Linked DNA regions of Sus scrofa: region 1 is linked to region 2. A link is a contact called in public HiChIP or PLAC-seq data. All regions are on one chromosome and are shown on one strand. The core of a region is the stretch at or near the end of the contact, and the rest is flanking DNA. Distances in the headings are between cores, read along the strand shown. Region 1 overlaps TTC7A (tetratricopeptide repeat protein 7A). Region 2 has its middle 54 kb from the start of EPCAM.

Evidence for each region. HiChIP or PLAC-seq counts read pairs in DNA pulled down with a chosen protein or histone mark.
Region 1: an H3K27ac HiChIP or PLAC-seq map of skeletal muscle shows a contact between it and region 2. The contact joins two enhancer-like sites. A contact is called at or near these places in 1 of 47 Hi-C or Micro-C datasets (fetal heart ventricle) and 1 of 2 datasets of contacts at active chromatin or transcription factors (skeletal muscle).

The regions. Positions count from the first base shown.
Region 1 is chr3:93,459,559-93,464,580 of Sscrofa11.1, forward strand. TTC7A (tetratricopeptide repeat protein 7A) reads right to left here. Exons shown (of 20, transcript XM_021087552.1): 20 at 1-291. The coding sequence ends at 70. Among named protein-coding and RNA genes, the nearest start is that of STPG4, 76 kb to the left of the region's middle. Within about 2 kb of position 1,798, at least 31 of the 83 cell types and tissues checked have an H3K27ac peak or open chromatin away from gene starts, as enhancers often do. A contact at or near this core is called in skeletal muscle, where this site is marked.
Region 2 is chr3:93,236,416-93,241,309 of Sscrofa11.1, forward strand. No RefSeq gene overlaps it. Among named protein-coding and RNA genes, the nearest start is that of EPCAM, 54 kb to the left of the region's middle. Within about 2 kb of position 2,301, at least 49 of the 83 cell types and tissues checked have an H3K27ac peak or open chromatin away from gene starts, as enhancers often do. A contact at or near this core is called in skeletal muscle, where this site is marked.

The DNA.
Region 1 (5,022 bases), core at 548-3,047, 220 kb after region 2:
CCTCCCCTGACCCGGGCTCTAGCGGCCTGCCTGTCACCCGCCCTCCCTTCCGGCTGCTGCCACGTGGCATCAGAGTTCTCGGGGGATGATGGAGAAGGGCAGCACTGGGCTGCTGGCCTCCAGCTCGAGGGCGGTGAGGAAGCAGTCGGTGGCAGCCTCGCTCTGGCCCTGGGCCTGCAGCACCTCGCCCAGGCCCTGCCAGGCCTCGTGGCAGGTGCTCTGCCTCTCCACGGCGTCCCGCAGCACCTTCTGGGCCAGGCTCTTACGGCCCAGCCGACTCAGCATCAGCCCCTGGGGAGCAAGCACAGGGTGGGGTGAGTGAGGCTGTCCCTGGGCCGGGGGTGTCCAATGGGCTAAGAAGCAGAAGCACGTGTGGCCACGAGCCAGGGTGGGCCCGCCTCTCAGGCTTGGGGATGTCAAGTGACAGGTCGTGACCCACGTGAGTCCTGTCTGTCTGTCCCAGCCTGGCTTCCATCCAGCCCGGCCTCCTGGGTCACCTGCAGTGGGAACTCTGCCCCTCCTGGCCCCAGGGGATGGGCTTTCAACTCAGCAGACCTGGCTTTGGGTCTCCCCAGTACAGCTGCGGGACTCTGGGCACGTCACCGCTCTCTGGCCCTTGGGTTCCTCATTTGTAAATGCGAAGGACCACCGTGCCCACCTTTAGGGTTGTGACGTTTACACGACAGTACAGGCAAAGCACTTGAATGATGCCTGGCATGTGTGAACTCGAAGTCATGGGTGTGGACCCTGAGTCCCTGTGCTGCACTGTGGCACCGCCCTTCTCCCCAAGGCACACTCGAGACCGAGGAGGGTACACTCCAGGCTTGAGGGTGGAGGGACAGGTCCTGTGCCTACAGCAGTGGCCTGTCCTCCTGGGACTTAAAACCCAGCCCAGCCTGGCCTGGCAGGCGAGGGGTGCAGGAAGAGAGTCAGATGGCCAGAGACAGGGACGGATGGATGCTGGGTGAGGGGAGGGCCTCTGCGGAGGGGTCAGGACCACCCAGGAGGCTTGGCCCTGCTGTTTGGCTCCAACGACCCTGAGCAATAGAGGAAGTGATGGGACTGGTCCCAAAAGGGTTGGGAAGTGAAACTGGCACCCTGTTCCTTGATGTCCCCGTCCACCCACACTGAGGAGGATGTGGGGAGGTGGGGGGCCAGGGTCCTCATGTGACCTCCAGTCCCAGAAAGGTTGCTTTGCACCAACCCATCCAAGTGTGTTCCAGCCCTCAAAGGTGTCACAGAGCAGCACACAGCGCCGGGGGCCAGCCTCTCGTTCAAAGCCATAGATAAAGCCTGAACCACACTGGCTTCCTGGACAGGCGGGGGCTGAGGAGCTGCCTTCTATGTGCCTGGAGCCCCCTCGCGGGTGCCCGCCCACGGATGGCCATGTACATTTTTAGCTGGAACATTTTCCTCCCGCCGCACTCCCCAGAGTTAGGCCCTCCGTTGCTATGGAGACCCACTGGGGAAGATGCACATGGCTGATTTCATAAAGTCCTCTGAGGGCCTGGAACACGACCAATTAGGCAAGAGTAAAAGATGGGGCTCAGGAAGCCCTAGAAAAGCCCCTCTCTCCCTCTCTGGAGGTGCCGGCTGGCTGTCTTGGTGGCCAGGGGGCCGGGCAGGGAAGGGGAGCTGTTCGAGGCAGGGCCAAGCCGTCCTCAGGGAACCGCAGGGATGGGGGCGCACAGGGGAACCAGGGGCAGGGTGGAGGCTGAGGCACAGCCCCTGGATCTGGCCAGAGAGGAGCGGTGCTGACTCAGGGCTGCCCGGGACCGGAGGGCAGTGCCCAGCCTGACCGGCAGGGCTCCAGGCCAAGCTGTTCTGCCCGCATGGCCTGGGAGCTGGACCCTGAGCAGCTCATGATGGAACAGGGCCCACAGGGAGGAGGGCAGGAAGGCGAGACGACAGGCCGCCAGACACCACAATTAAGCACCAAAAATGGAAGGTTTGAGCCCTGTGAGTGCTGCCCATGGGGGAGCAACGAGGACGGACAGAGAAGGCCAGCAGCACCTCCCAGAGCGGGGGTGGGGCCCTGTGGTTTTTACACACCAAGTTTTCTCTATTGAGCTTCCATGGGAGACTTTGTTTGAAAAGTGGGCTCTACAGCTAAAAAATGAGTTTAAAAACCCCTGATCTTGAGAAGTGTGTAGGTGTTTGGGAAGGGGCCCAGATGCATCTGCAGCCTGAACAGGGCACAGGTATGTTTGGGGTGGGACGGAGGGTTGGTTTTCCTCGCGGTGCTGAAGGTTTTGGGGAGGCTTCTCTGTGTGTCCTGTGTAGAGGGACAAAGCCCAGGGCTGCAGAGCTGGAAGACCTGGCCGGGCTGGACTCCCAGCTCTGTCTCTGACAAGGGCCGTGACCGTGGGCAAGTGGCCCATTTTCTCGGAGCCACTGTTTCCTCATCTGTAATCTGGGGCAGCGAACAGTCCTCCTTTGTAGGCTACTGTGGGGATTCTGCAAGGATGGATTTGAAACTGGGTAGCAAGGCGCAGGTTGGGGCTGACAGCAAATGGAAGTGTCCCCAAGCTGAACAGAGGGTCAGGGTGGCGGGAAGGGGGGACAAGGAGGGTGCAGAAGAGCAGATTCCTTTAGAGGGCAAGGCTCCCCCTGGGGTTGGATCACGTCCCCCCCTCCCAACCCTGGGGTGCTGACCTTAGCGCCTGAAAGGAGACACCGGGGTCAGGCTGGGGCCTGGAGGCCCAGGGCCTGTAACAGGATCTGCGGCCACCTGCCCGAGACACCAGCCTGTTCAGTTCATGTTTGGTAGCAACTCGAGCTGTTTGCTGCCTGACAACTGGGCGGGGCCCCGCCCCAGGAAGATGCGAGGTCTCACCTGCTCTGCCCCCAGCTTGGCACTGGGCCGAGGGCCCACGGTCCGGCACCCTCTTGGCACCCTGACCCCCAGCTGCCCTGAGAACAGGTCTCCAGGGAGAAGGTGGGAACCCAGAACCGGCATCTCGATTGCATCCCAATGTCCCTGCTGACCCCTCCCGACCCTGTGCTGAGAGAGGAGACCAGACCTGCTGAGTGACTTTCAGCTTCTGACACTTGACCTGGGAGATGGCACGGCTGTGCCTCCCACGCCGGGATGGGAACGACGTGCATGCTGCTCAGGGTGACGGAGCATCACGCCTATAACGGGCGCCGCTCAGGGAGGGCAGGGCCACGGAGTTCCCAGGCCTTCCCGCCCTCATCATTCCCTCTTTCCTCCCTTCCTGGATCTCCGCGATGGCAGAGCCTCTGGCCACCGCTCCTCTACCTGGGACCCTGCTCCTCCCGAAGTCTTCCCCAAGGACGGCCCCTTCTGCCCACATGGTCACCTGAGATCGTGCTGTTACTGGGGGCTCGAGGATGCCATCCTGGACGCGCTCCCCTGAGGCTGAGGCAGGGGGCCTGGCACTACCAGCCCCACAGAACGGCAGCTCAACAGGGTCTGGGTGGCGGGATGTCCTGGATACAAAACCTGGCACACCAGCGGCCTTTACCTGTCCCTAGTGACCTCCTCGTAGGGCCACAAAGGCAGGCAACCTGAGAAGCCCCACCCCAGCTGGGGTCTGGTCTCGGGTTTGCAGGGAGACTGTGAGGGGACCGTCTTTGTTAGGAAGCCGGGTTCTCTGCAGAAGGACAGGGTGGGGTCAGGAGCGGCAGCCAGGATGGGGACGAAGGGGAGGGAGGATCCCGCCCGCCCTTTTCAGAATTGCCACTGCACCCCACCTCACCCAGTGGCTAACACTGTCCCCCCAGAGGGGTGCGGCAGCACGAAGGTCCTGGCTGGGTGAGCCACCGCCTTCTTTTGGGGCTGGGCTGCCCCTAGTGCCAGGCTGCGAGCTCCCTCCCCACCCCTACCCTCGAGTATTTATAGAAGTTATTTTGGGAATTTTCTTTCTGAGCTCCAAGCACATTCCTGGGATTCTGTAACAGCCTTTCCAGCTGCGAAGCCGGGAATCAGCTGGAGGCTGCTGGAGCCTCCTGGTCCCTGGAGCCCCCTGCTTGGGGACCGTGGCGCTGCAGGCAGGAGCCCGTGCTGCTCCAGGGAAGGCGCCCTCCCTTCACCCATCCCGGGTGCTGGGAGGCCCCCATTCCAGCCAGTGCAGACTCCCTCCTTGCACTCCAGCTTCTCCCCAACGTGTCAGCCTCAACCTGTCCAACCCAACCAGGAAAGAGGACTCTCTCCAGGCTGAGAACCTAGCCCACACCCAGCTACTGCCCTCCCCCGGCTGGGGCAGCTCCAAGGCCACAGGCTGGTCCCATCTCCCGAGGAGGGGCGGAGGGGCACGACTCCTTCCGGACCCCAACACCCAGCTGACAGCTAGGTGGGGGTCTTCTGGGGCAGCAGAGGTGTCCGTGCTTCTCATGTGGCAGAGCTCACCCCTGTCCCTCCCTCCTCCTGGGGCCTCCATGGGTGAGATGTCGAAACTACCCGTGGGCCCCTCGGCTAAGAGTGGTGTCCGTCCCCAGAGGGTCACAGCCAGGCTCGAAGACAAGCACAGGCTTGGTGAGGGGGCGAGTCACAGCCCGGGGTGGAGCTGGGGGGGGGGGTTCCTTTGCCAGTCCCACCTCTAGGCAGGGGGCTCTGCCCCCGTGGAACATGGCTGGGCCCACAGGGCCAGGTCTGGTGGCTGTGGCGAGGCCTCTGGACTTTGGATTCTGGAAGTGAACAGCTTGTGACAGGCACCGAGAAGGGGACCCCGTAGTAGAGGCTCCTCTCTGAGCAGGAGGCAGAGCCCAAAGGGAGAAGGGTGTGCTGGCCTTTTGGGGTTTGCACTGGCCTTCTGCACCCTCCAGACGCATGAGTCTTTCCGACCCTTGATTCTGGGGCTAAATTAAGCGAACCGTGCTCACCCATGGCTCTGATCTAGTCTGTGACACCGAGAGAAAGCTTCCCATCCACGTCCGCATCCAGGTGGGTACGGATTTCAGGAGTCTACACACTGGCCTAAGGTTTGCCGAAAGCCCTGGGCCAGAGGCAGCGGGCCCCGTCTCCACCTTCACCACGTGGGGTGCGGGTCCAGGATGTGT
Region 2 (4,894 bases), core at 1,051-3,550:
GAATCTGGCATTGCTGTAGCTGTGGTGTAGGTCGCAGACGCCACTCAGATCTGGTGTTTCTATGGCTGTGGTGTAGGCCAGCAGTTACAGCTCTGATTGAACCCCCTAGCCTGGGAACTTCCATATGCCACAGATGTGGCCTTAAAAAAAAAAAAAAAAAAAAAAAAAAAGGATTGGGAGTTCCTGTCATGGCTCAGTGGTTAAGGAATCCGACTAGGAACCATGAGGTTGCGGGTTCGATTCCTGCCCTTGCTCAGTGGGTTAGGGATCTGGTGTTGCTGTGAGCTGTGGTGGAGGTTGCAGATGCGGCTCGGATCCCACGTTGCTGTGGCTCTGGTGTAGGACGGTGGCTACAGCTCCGATTGGACCCCTAGCCTGGGAACCTCCATATGCCACAGGAGCGGCCCTAGAAATGGCAAAAAGCCAAAAAAAAAAAAAAAAAAAAAAGGATAAATTCTAGCCTCCCCCTCACCTCAAATCCAGGGAAGGGGCCTAGAAATCTGTAGGAGAGTCCCAGGTGATTCTAGAACAGGCACACTTGAGAGACATGAACAGGTCAATCCTCATGTTTCTCAAATGAGGAAATCCGGGCCTAGAGAGAGGGGACATCCTGCTCAAGATGGAACTGGTTATTCAGGTAGAGCCAGAAATACTCCTGAGGCTTCCCGACCTGTCCAAATTGATGAAAGTTTCTTGCACGGCACCAAGATTGCTTATGGTATTTAAATTTGGGGGACAGCAAGACACAAAACCTGGAAGCAAACACCAGGGCAGACACCTGCTAGGAGCACCGGACGCAGCTGGGGTGAGTTAGTGGTTATAACTGATCCCCCAACCCAGCGCCGAACATTCTGGCAGCCACATTTGCCAGGACAACAGGTCAGGTGACTCCATTCAAGGGGCAATAAAATGATGCATCATCATTTCCTTTGCTAAGAAAAGCTTTCTCCTTTAACGAAAAAATTTAAAACCCTCCACACCTTAGCTCTCCTATTATGGCAGTGACAGGAGAAAGGGGTTAAGAAGGAGAAAGAAAATGGCTAAAAGAGAGATCCACCTCCTCTCAATTAGAATTCGTCCTTACAAGTGATGGATTTCACATGGGCTGTCTAGAGTTTCAACCTCCTCCATAGGCCATAAATAATTATGCATTGGAAGGGACCCCAGGACAGAATTCCATTGATCATTCTCTGGCACAGCCTAATGGTCTTCATGAGAATGGCCCGTGTGGAAAGAACTGTGTTTCCTGTGACAAGTTGTGGTCTTTGTGGCCCCGCCTGGCAAAGGGTCATAATCAAGTTGCAAGCTCCTGGCAGGTGGGGGATGCCCTTCCCGAGGCCCCCTTGCAGCTGTGGCATCTGCAGCTCACGGGCCTGCTGGTCTAACCAGGAGCAGTTTCCGGGTTTGTGTGTCTGCGTCATGTGCACCCTGCCACACTCGTGGGAAGCCAGACCCCACCCTGCTCCCCACTTGCGAGGCTGTGTGATCACATTTGTGGCAGCGCTGGCCTCTTGAAGAAGTTTCTCTTCCCAAGCTGTGTGGGTCTGCGAGGAGACACACAATTGCCTTTGTCATTTGTCCTTCCTGAGTGGGGACAAAAGCCCTTTCAGCTGCTGTGGAATGTACAAAAAGTTCTGTACTGAAGGGCTGTTGGGCCTGGCCTGGAATCCGGCAGACGGGGCTCAGACTAGGAAGCCTCTGCTTCCACCAGAAACTCCTGGGCCCGGCCCAGCCTCTGGGGCAGCCTGCTGTGTACCCGTGTGGAAGGGAGGCCCCAGAGATGCCCCCCCCCACCTGCACAGCACAGCGTGGATCCAAGTAACCTGTGACCTGCAACAACACACCCTAAGCATGGCTGAGCCGAGGTGCTGCGGGCCTGTCGAGCCAGGCTGGGCGTCAGGCATGGAGCTTTGCTGCCTCCCTCAACCCTCCCAACTCCTGAGGCTGCAATGGTGTTACCCCTGCTTTGCAGCTGGGGTGACTGGTCTTCAGAATGGGCCCCGGGGAATGCCTGCTGTGGCACAACTGGGTGGGCGGCGTCTTGGATTCGATTTCTGGCCCCAGCACAGTGTGTCAAGGATGCTGTGGCTTAGGTCTTGACTGAGGCGCAGTCTAATCCCTGGTCCAGGAGCTCCATATGCTGTGGGGCGGCCAAAAATGAAGGGGGTTAAAAAAAAGAGGGGGTGGCGGGGAGCCTGGGAGAGGACAGTGCTGAGACAGAAGAGCCAGGGCGCGAGGGGGAAGGAAGGAACTCTCACAGCTTGTGGGGAGGGCCCCAGGGCCTCAACACGGGGTGTGGACACTTTTATCTCCGGTTTAAACCAAGCAAAATAAAAATACAACCTACCCTTTGGGGGATGGGGGAAAGAACCTGCCACCACAAAACCTAAGAGTGGCACAAGTGGCCTTTTCTCATTGCTATTTACATCCCTGGGTGTTTCCACCATTGCAGAACCAGAGACTTAACACAAAGAAACCTGCTGCCAAAATACTGTGCAGTTTCCCAGGTTGCTATTGTCTGCTTTTTCTAACCAGGATCGGGCAGCTCCTAGGGTGCAGGAAGCCAACCATGGCTGAACTTTGCTCTAGTTTCAAAATGTAAATGAGCAAGTAGCAGGAGGAAGTGCCCAGAAACAGATCTGAGCTGTCAACCCCAGGGGAGCCCCAAGCGGCTACTCCCAGGGAGGGAGGAGGGAGGCCCCGGGGGAGGGCGACCCTGAAGGCTGGGAAACAGGTTTGCATGTTCGAAAGCAAATTGCCCAGGTCTCTGGGGCGGATTGCACAATCTTGCAATCTTCCAAGCAAGAGAGGAAGAAAGGAGAGCCGGGGTGTGGGGATCAGGCCAGTTTTTATACGCGATCTTGTCTAAACAAGACTCTTATCGAAGAGTAATCCTAAACGCTGGCCTTTCTTAATACCTCAGCTCCCTGGGGAATGGGTATGTGACTTTTGAGTTCCAGGAGGGGGATTAAATTGCCTCTTGGAGATGAGAGCCCCACATGAGCAGATAAGGTTGATAGAAATGGCGGGGTAGGGGGGATTCTCTTGTGTCCCATGGGGATGGTCTTCCAGATCCATTATCTTCCGCTGCACAAGGGGTGCTGGAGACAGAAGAAAGCTGATGTCTACTTACAGAGCAGCCTTTGGGGGGCGCAGCCCTGGGCTGCAGGTGCTGAGGAGGGGGTGGGAGACGGAGGAAGGGGCCTCGCTGGCTCTGCAAGGATCAGCTGAACAGGTGCAGGGCCTTAAGTTTTACTTCTATTTATTTATTTATTTTATCTTTTGTCTTTTTAGGGCCACACCCGCAGCATATGGAGGTTCCCAGTCTAGGGGTTGAATGGGAGCTGTAGCCACCAGCCTACACATGCCACAGCCACAGCAATGTGGGATCCGAGTGGCATCTGCGACCTACACCACAGTCCACATCAATGCTGGATCTTTAACCCATTGATGGAGGCCAAGGATCAAACCTGCATCCTCAAGGATACTAGTCAGATTGGTTTCTGCTGAGCCATGATGGGAACTCCTAATTTTTATTTTTTTATTTTTTATTTTTACTTTTGTCTTTTTAGGGCTGTACCTGTGGCATATGAAAGATCCCATGCTAGGGGCCAAATAGGAGCTGCAGCTGCCACCTAAGCCACAGCCATAGCAACTCCAGATCCAAGTTGCATCTGCAAACTACACCACAGCTCATGAAAATCCTGGATCCTTAACCCACTGAGCAAGGCCAGCATAGTCATGGATACTAGTCAGGTTCATAACCGCTGAGCCATGAAGGGAACTCCTAAGTTTTAAAGCTCGATTAAATCACTATAATGTGCCTCACACCCTGTTGCATGCTCCAGAAAAAAAACTCAAGTAGTTGACATATAATTAAATGTGTAATTAGTCTACCAAGTTCACAGCACCAAGATAGTGTTAGGGAAGGAACTATCACTGTAGGAGAGGCAGGCAACTGCCCAGGGTTGGGTGGGAAGGGATTAGATTCTGTGCTCAGACTGCCTGGCTTTCAAGCCACCTTGGCTGTGTGACTGGACCAGGTCTCTCTTTGCCTTGGTTTTCTCACCTATAAAATGGAAATCACTTCCGAGACTTGTTGTGAGGTTTCAATGTAAAATGCTTAGCATGGTGCCTGGAGTTCCTATTGTGGCTCAGCAAGTTACAAACCCGACTAGTATCCATGAGGATGTGGGTTTGATCCCTGGCTTTGCTCAGTGGGTTAAGGATCCCGCGTTGCCATAAACTGCGGCTTGGATCTGGTGTTGCTGTGGCTGTGCAGTGGGCTGGCAGCTGTGGCTCTGATTAGACCCCCTAGTCTGGGAACTTCCATGTGCTGTGGGTGTGGCCCTAAAAAAAAAAAATGCCCAACAGATATTAACCATCACTTATTATCATTATTATTACTCAAGACTCCGACCCTAGTTCTTCAGGTATTTACAACCTTAAGGGAAAGGCAAGTAAGGCATGTCCTAAAACAGAGCCACTCATCTGGTTACTGCTGGTAAGTGGCTGCAGATATCAGAGGGGGACAAAGATCTTTCGAGCAGGAATCATTAAAAGAGCCTTCATGGAAGATGAAGAACAGGGCCTTCAGAATTGGGTGGGAAGGAGTTCCCATCGTGGCACCGTAGTTAACGAATCCGACTAGGAACCATGAGGTTGCAGGTTCGATCCCTGGCCTTGCTCAGTGGGTTAAGGATCTGGCGTTGCCGTGAGCTGTGTCATAGGTTGCAGATGCGCCTCGGATCCTGCGTTGCTGTGGCTGTGGTGTAGGCCGGCGGCTACAGCTCCGATTTGACCCCTAGCCTGGGAACCTCCATATGCCGCGGAGGCAGCCCTAGAAAAAAGGCAAAAAAAAAAAAAAAAAGAACTGGGTGGGAAGAGAAGAGGT